Linked DNA regions of Mus musculus: region 2 is linked to region 1. Evidence: chromatin contacts called from public Hi-C data. All regions are on one chromosome and are shown on one strand. The core of a region is the stretch at or near the end of the contact, and the rest is flanking DNA. Distances in the headings are between cores, read along the strand shown. Region 1 overlaps Adgrv1 (adhesion G protein-coupled receptor V1). Region 2 has its middle 4.7 kb from the start of Lysmd3.

Region 1 (3,982 bases), core at 603-3,102:
GTAGCATTAATCAGATATTAAGAGCCTACAGTTACACTATCATAATTAGGTCACTGTTGTGCCATTGTTAAACAGAATTCTAACACAAAATTGAGTAGGAAGGTCCTCGAACCCAGAGCCTAAGTGCAGCTTCGAACACTCTTCCCCTGTCTGTGTGGCCCACATGGGAGCTCATTCCCTCATCTTACTTGGATGCCTGCTATGCAGCCGTCCTCTCTCTCCCTCCTCCTGCGTTTCTTAGCACTTAGTAATAACCACTGTTCTGATATGTTCTTTGGAACAAACTTTCTAAGCTTCTACATAAGAAGTTGCAATGCTTATCTTTCTGTGCATGGCTTATTTCAATCATAGTATCTGCCAGTTCCATCTATTTTGTTGCAAACACAATTCCATTCTTTGTGCAATTAATATGCACATGTCTTTTTTTCTATTTATCTGCTGATATATTTGACTTGAATACATGTGTTGTTTAGAGTTACAGTTGCTGTGATTAAACACCACAAACAAAAACAACTTGAGGTTTAGTTGGCTTATGCACCCCTAGGCATAATCCATTTAAGGGAAGCCACTGCAGGAACTCAAAGCTGTTGGGAACCTGGAAGCTGGAGCTGATGCAGAGGCCATGGAGGGGCGCTGCTTACCTTGCACCTCATGGCTTGCTCAGCCCGCTTTCTTATAGAACCCAGGACCACCAGCCTAGGGACAGCACCAAGCACAATGGGCTGGGCCCTCCCCCATCTATCATTAATTAAGAAAAAACCTTACACCCAGATCTTATGGAGGCATCTTCTCAACTGAGCTTCTCTCAGATGACTGCAGCTTGTGTCACATTGACAGAAAACACAATATATTGTATATATTTGTATATATAAGTAATATATATGGATTACATGTATACATATACACAAACACACGTTTCTACAGATAAGGACTTAATGCCACAAAGGGGTTAATAAAATAATCTGTGATCTTATATTAATACCTGTCAGACATAACCAAGAAATAAACTATAAAACTTCACATCCCCCTTCACTGTACAGTTCTCAGCGAGCCATGTGTAATGCCTGTGGTTATCCACAGGTGGGCACCCTCCTCTGAAAAGTCTTCTCATACTACTACCGTTCACAAAACTTGGTGACTACATTCAAAGTAGTGAAGGTTTACCAGACCTTACACTAGTTTTTGTCTATCATAATCTGAGTCTGTCTTGCCTTCTCCTCCCCTGGGCCCCGTGGCTATGCTTGCTTTTGCCCTTTAGCCTGCATAACAGCTGCTCTTTAATGGTCCACAAATGGCACACTGACATCCCAACAGCACGAAGGTTCTGCACACATGCCAGCCTACTAATGACTGCTCTACTACTGAATGCTTACAGTAGAGCAGATGCCAAAGTACTTTTACATCTGTCACCACTTGTGGTCCCCTAATATATCCACATTATGAATAAAATTTATTTACATTTCTATTATTTCATAATTATATAAGGAAAAGGGAACTTTCGAAGATTACTTCCAACAACTTATCATTCTACATTGAAATGAGGTTACCCGACTTCAGTATGGGCCAAATCCACACCACTGTTATGTGCAGTCAGCCATTTAGTTTTATTGCAATCTCAGCAAGTTGTAAACTGGTCGAATAACAATATGTGCTCAATAATTCTTACATTAAAAGACTAATTGTTGAGTTCTATTTCAACTTCTTTGCTGTCACAACTGATCCTAAATCTATCTTTATAAAAGAGCAAAGATGTTTCAGAAAAAAGCTGTTAACCTGAAGACTTCATGTCAGCAACCATAAATTGCCTTCTGTAATCCTTGTCTGTAATTAGTAAGGCCGTTGTCACCTTATTATAGTCTTAACCCCGGAAAGGTGAACAAACTTGCTGACAAGAGATCTTAATCCGTATGGCAGTATATTATAGGCTGCGGATCTTCAAACCTTACATCCCATTGCTTGTAACTCCACAAACTCAGTTCTTACAGGTGCACAGCCCTATCTCTTCACCTTATACACATCTTTCGATTAGAAAATCTGTTAGAGGTGTACCAACATAAGGTGGCTCACTGTGGTGCCACTTTACATGGAGCTATGTATGGACACTTCGCACTGACTGCAGAATTAGTTCTAAGCAACAAAACGGCACTGGAGTCAGTTATATAATTATTACACACAAGTTTTTAAAATACTTTGGGGGCATGCGTGTCTTTTTAAAGTATGATTTCTAAGGAAAAATACACGCCTGATTTCCAGTTGTCTTAAAGAAAACCATTTACGAAGTATTGCTTTCAGAGATACTTGGAGCTAAAGAGATAGTTCGGTGGTTAAGAACACTTGCTGCTCTTGCAAAAGACCTGAATATAGGTCCAAGCATCCACAGCGGGCAGCTCACAACCAGCTGTAAGTCAAGTTCCAAGAGATATGGTGGCCTCTTCTGGCATCCTCAGGTTACATGCATTTAGCATGCATGCCATCAAGCACACATGAGCAAATAAAATAAAGAAAATCATTTAAAGGTAGCTTGACTTACCTTTAATCTTACCTTCCTTATAGATTTTTCTGTTATAGAAAACTTTGGGTTTTCACTTCCATATGTTATCTCTCTAACAATAATAACACATTAATGGATACTTACTTGGGCGATTCTGTACTTTGTCTACTAAAGAGGAATTGAAAAGTTCAATGAACACAGATTCTGAGCGTTCTGGTTCAGCATCATCTAGGATTGAAATAGTGATTGTTGCCTCAGTCTGATTAGCTCTGAAAAGAGCCAATCCAGATGCTGATATGTAATCTCCTCCTTGAGTTGCTCTAGCTAAATTAGGTGGGAAATACGGTGGCTTTTCCATATCATCTATGGTTGCATATGAGACTGCAACTTCTCCCATGAGGCCTTTCAACCTTATTATCGATAATGTGACATTCTGGGTTGCTTCTTCAACACTCAAAGGTCTAGTTTTGTTAGGAAAAATAAAGACCCCATAAGGATCATCACTAGCCAAAATTGTCAATGTGGCATTTGTAAGAACTCCCAAGGAGCCACTGGACACGTTGAGGATCGACACGGTGAGTGCCTTGTCTAGCTCTGGCTCTTCATCTGACAGTATCTCCACAGTGATGGAAGCAATCCTCTGCCCAGTCTCAAATGTGATGTTGCCAGATGTAATGGCGAGATCCCCATCCAGGTCCGAGTCTACCTTCCATTGCAAAGTCACTGCAGACAGGGCTCCCCGAGTCCGTGTAACCTGTGAAATAGTTGAGATTTTAAAAGAGAAACTGGCACACTGACTTAAGAATGCTAGTATATAATGGTAGTGCCAGAGTAAATTCCAAGTCTTCTTTAACTTGTTTTTTTACCTTTTATTTTAATTTTCTAAGTTTTTAAGAGTATAAAACTATTGAAGGTAGCAGCCGTACACAACCTACCCTGAGTTGACAGCATATAAAAAGTGACAACAGGTCGAAAATCACAAACTAGAAGCAAAATATTCAGCTTCCAAGTAAACCACGGGTGATATATGTATATACATATATATACATACATATATATATGAGATCAAACATGAATGGTAAGGTAATTTATTATATTTATTCACACATAAGAAATACTCTTTATACTTATTGAAAAAGAGGCATCCTCCACTGTAAAAAACAGACTAGGAACATTTTCCAGAAAAAGCTATTTTCAATATATTTGACCCAAAGTACAACAAAGTGCAGTTAGAAGAACTGCTTTAATATATTAAGAACAAAAGCTTAAACATGTTCTGAAGAAATCGTAATAATCATTTATTATATCTAAAATATCATTTTCAACTCAAAATAAAAATGAGGCAATAATTTTATTAAAGAATCATCCTTTCTCAGAATTTTTCGTCCTAAGTTCTTTCTAAAGTTACTTGATTAATTTCACAGCAGATTATTCAATTATTCTAAAAGGACAAAATAAAATTTGTCATAAGCATACAGAAGGATGTGTTAG
Region 2 (3,982 bases), core at 459-2,958, 130 kb after region 1:
GGAGGAGGAGGAAGGAGAGGAGGAGGAGGAGGAGGAGACGGAGACGGAGACGGAGACGGAGACGGAAGAGAAGAAGAAGAAGAAGAAGAAGAAGAAGGAGGAGGAGGAGGAGGAGGAGGAGGAGGAGGAGGAGGAGGAGGAGGAGGAAGAAGAGGAAGAGGAAGAAGGAGGAGGAGGAGGAAGAAGAGGAGGAAGAGGAGGAAGAGGAGGAAGAGGAAGAAGAGGAAGAAGAGGAGGAAGAAGAAGAAGAAGAAGAAAGAGCTAGTTTCACTATTTTACAGACTATGGATTGTTTTTTTTTTTTTATGGCTTTGACTACCAAGCAATAATATTTTCACAGAAAGAATCATTTTTTTAACATGATAATAAATTTTATGATTCCAGCAAAGGTAAGAATAACACCAAAGGGCATTTTTCTAGAGGGCTGATATACTAAAAGTTCATCTTTCAAAGACATGATTTAAAAGACAGTATTTATTCATCTTTGTAAACTGAACACTTATTTGTGGAATGCCGAGCTAAATCTGCCATATGATCTTAAGGACAGAGTAATGACAGGGACATGAATCAAATTTCAATTAACACTAATAGAATCCCCCTTAAATAACAGATGTGCAAATTAAAATAATAATTAAAAAAAACTCTAAAGAAAGTAAGCCATTTTGAAAACAACAAAGAAATGAGTTTCTGGTTTTTCTCTTAGCACATTGTTTCTGGGGTTTGCTCTAACACACTGTTCTGAGTGGAAAGAGGGCCACTTTCTCTACTCTTGTTTCACCCAACTAAGTGTTACATGCTTTGAAGTCAGTGGCCATGCTTTGCTTCAAATAATTCTGAGCGGATTTAGAAGCCAGATAGGATTAAAGCTTGGGAAACCAGGAGGATTTCAGCTCAAGTTCTACTGCAAATAATAGAAAACGTGGTAGGAAGGGAGACAGAAAAGTTGACTCAGACCCAACCCTTGCTTCAGCAGTAATCTGCTTTATTTAGAATCATTAGTGAAAAGAAAACCTAAGTACAGAGTCACTGTCAATGTTGGCAAGAAAGAACTTTGAAACGATATATTAAGGACCAAGGTTAAGTACTCTCATAAAACAGGAGGCTTTGAAAAAGAATTTAAATCAAGTGGTTTTAATCCAAACAGATTTAGTGGTTGGTGCTCCTCTGTGGTTCAAGTCAACATGTCTTGTCCTGGTCACTTCAATGGTCTTAATGATTTCCCAGTTTCTACTTCACTCCTAAGGGATCCCTTTAAAAGGGAAGTGATGATCTTTCCTTCCAGAATAATCCTTCCGTTTTATTTTGGCTCGATGAGGGGAAAAGCCCATTATTTTGCAGTGGCTTAAGAGTTGAACAATTTGGCTCATCTCCTGCCTTTCTCAAGGGCAAACTACTCCAGCACAAACTACTCCAGCAGAGCTGGCGTCTTTGTTGTTCGTCCAACAGCTCTCAGAATGAAGATGTCCTTCTTCTCCTCTTTTTTCTTTTCTCCCTTCCTCCTCTCTCTCTCTCTTTGTTTTTATTCGTACTGGGCAAGGACCTTAGGGTCTCACCCATACTAGCCAAAGCTATCCATTACAGACATGGATATACCCAGCCATACCCAGGTAATTTTTAATGTTTTGGGGGTAGAGTGTTTTTAAATAGCTCAACTTGTCCTTTGTACATCCTAATCACCATCCTACCCCCAGTGCAGAATATCCTTGAACTTTTAATCTTCCTGCTTCAACCCTCTGTGTAGCTAGGATTATAGGCCAGTACTGCCAGTCAGTGTATAATTCTTAATATGAGCAGGGAAACTTTAAATGTTGCTTTGGAATTTCTCAAAGATTCTTAGTAAGGGCTGTCAACAGAAGCAGTGTCAACCTGGGAAGCCTTAGACCAGAATAATATGTTGTTTGCATTTTCCCCCTTTCTTTTAAAAAAAAGATGGGCTTACCTATTGGAACATGGTCAAAAGTGACATGGTGAACAATGCTTTGGGGAACTGTGAGAGAGACTGGGGGGGGGGGGGTAGCCAGTCCTTTCTGTTCCCTGGATTGTTCTTGGGCACAATTTTGTGTCTCCTGTGACAAACATTTATATTCGATTCATAAGACGTGTTTATTCTTGTTGGACGTTAGAACATAGCTATAGATGCCAGTCTGGTCAGTGGACCCTGAATCTGGGTGTGGCCTTCTACCTTGCTTTTGAGCTTTCTCAGATATAATCTATAGTGTGTGCCAGACAGTTGTATTTAAATTGGTATGTCTTAAGAACGTTCTGGGAAAGGCCTGTCCTGTTAATATTTAGTATGTGTTTACTAGGGTTTATTTATACATTTTTCTGATTATGTTTTTCTGAATACAAATGACTTTCCTTGGATCGTTGCTTGCTTTGTTATTCATGTATAAGTACATTGAAACTGAAGTAAGGTTGTCTACAGTAATAGACTGTAGTCTGCCCCATTCTTTCAGGTATTCAGATACCAGGCCCTGGAGATGAGAGGTCTGCATAGGTAGACAAAGATGATGCTTACCTACCCCTAACTTTCTTGGCTGTGCTACTGTAGCACTTAAACCCTAGAAACTCTGGCTAGATGATCACCGTGGTGGTATGAATATGCTTGGCCCAGAGAATAGCACTCTTAGGAGATGCAGTCCTGTTGGAATAGGTGTGGCCTATTGGAGGAAGTGTGTCACTGTGGAGGTGGGCTTTGAGACAGTTTCCTCCTAACTGCCTGGAAGCCAATTTTCTCCTGTCTGCCGTCAGAAGAAGATATAGAACTCTCAGATCCTCCAGTGCCAGGCTTGCTTAGATGCTACCATGCTCCTGCCTTGATGAAAAATGGACTGAACCTCTGAACCTGTAAGCCAGTCCCAATTAAATGTTGTCCCTTATAAGAGCTGCTTTGGTCATGAAGTCTCTTCACAGCAGTGAAAGACAGCCACCTTTGCATTCTCTTTTGAATACTTCTGTTTTTCCGAGTGATCACACTCTGCCTTCACCTTTGTCCTCAACCAGTTTCAGAGACAGAAATATCTTTTTTTTTTCCATTGGCGTAGACTGAATTCTTTCTAACCATCTTAGCTAAGCACTGGGAAGAGTAGGTCCACAGTCAAGTATGCTATAGAATCTTGGAGAATTAATTTATGATTTACCTGTGTGAACATAGTTCTTATAAAGACCATTAGAAAAAAAAAAGTATTTTAATAGGTGACCTACTTAATTATAAGCATATAACTTCCTATCTATCTCTACTGCCTACCTTAAAATAGTATTTGCAAGACTAGTTTTTATCTAATAAAATCTAGATAGCTCGAGACATTGGAGCGGGTTATTTTTGAGTCATATTTAATCTCCCTAAATGACTTACAAGTGTTTATAAGCATCTCTATATCCCCACGATATATTTGGCTCTTCTTTCATCTATATGTATAACAAAACTGTGATTACTATAATCACCATGTTTAAAACTATAGGGTGAGAGGCAAGTCTATCTACCACAACAGCATAACATCTAAAGCAAGCAGTGGCTTATTTTCTACCAGCAAAGGTCTCAAGAAGAGAAGCGGTAATATTTTCTATATATAAATTACAACTGAAGGCTTTTTAAATTTCACTCCCTAATCCAATTTGAAATTAGTTTCATCATTTCTTTAATGTATAACAGTATTTTCCAGATTTGCTTCTAAAAAGGTATAGAAAGTAGCAAAGAGTGGCAATGCAGGGCTGAAAGAAGTCAGCCACAGGGGACTAGGAAGAAATGTAAAAATCATTAAGGCTTTGACAATGGCATTAATTTCTGAGGGAATTGAATTTTTTTTCAGATATGCATCACTTGGATACAAAGTTCCAAACAACTTGAGGATGATTCAGATATGCACAGTTAGCTCTGGGGAAATATGTCTAGTTATTACAAAATACAATGTATGATTTTTTAATATTTTATTGATAATAAAGTGGGGCATGTACATTTAAGTTTTATCCCAAAGGAAAACAC

What was found. A called contact is a pair of places that touch in the nucleus more often than the background predicts.
Region 2: a contact with region 1 is called in a Hi-C map of rod photoreceptor, with 2.9 times the contacts expected there. The contact joins two enhancer-like sites. A contact is called at or near these places in 2 of 39 promoter capture datasets (cranial neural crest and neural stem cells), 1 of 15 datasets of contacts at CTCF or cohesin (the G1E-ER4 cell line), 30 of 484 Hi-C or Micro-C datasets (the AML12 cell line, the HL-1 cell line, the HPC-7 cell line and 20 more) and 3 of 115 datasets of contacts at active chromatin or transcription factors (astrocytes and embryonic stem cells).

Annotation. Positions count from the first base shown.
Region 1 is chr13:81,525,814-81,529,795 of GRCm38.p6, forward strand. Adgrv1 (adhesion G protein-coupled receptor V1) reads right to left here. Exons shown (of 90, transcript NM_054053.4): 28 at 2,636-3,245. Among named protein-coding and RNA genes, the nearest start is that of Adgrv1, 110 kb to the right of the region's middle. Within about 2 kb of position 1,853, at least 3 of the 459 cell types and tissues checked have an H3K27ac peak or open chromatin away from gene starts, as enhancers often do. A contact at or near this core is called in rod photoreceptor, where this site is marked.
Region 2 is chr13:81,651,078-81,655,059 of GRCm38.p6, forward strand. No RefSeq gene overlaps it. Among named protein-coding and RNA genes, the nearest start is that of Lysmd3, 4.7 kb to the right of the region's middle. Within about 2 kb of position 1,709, at least 2 of the 459 cell types and tissues checked have an H3K27ac peak or open chromatin away from gene starts, as enhancers often do. A contact at or near this core is called in rod photoreceptor, where this site is marked.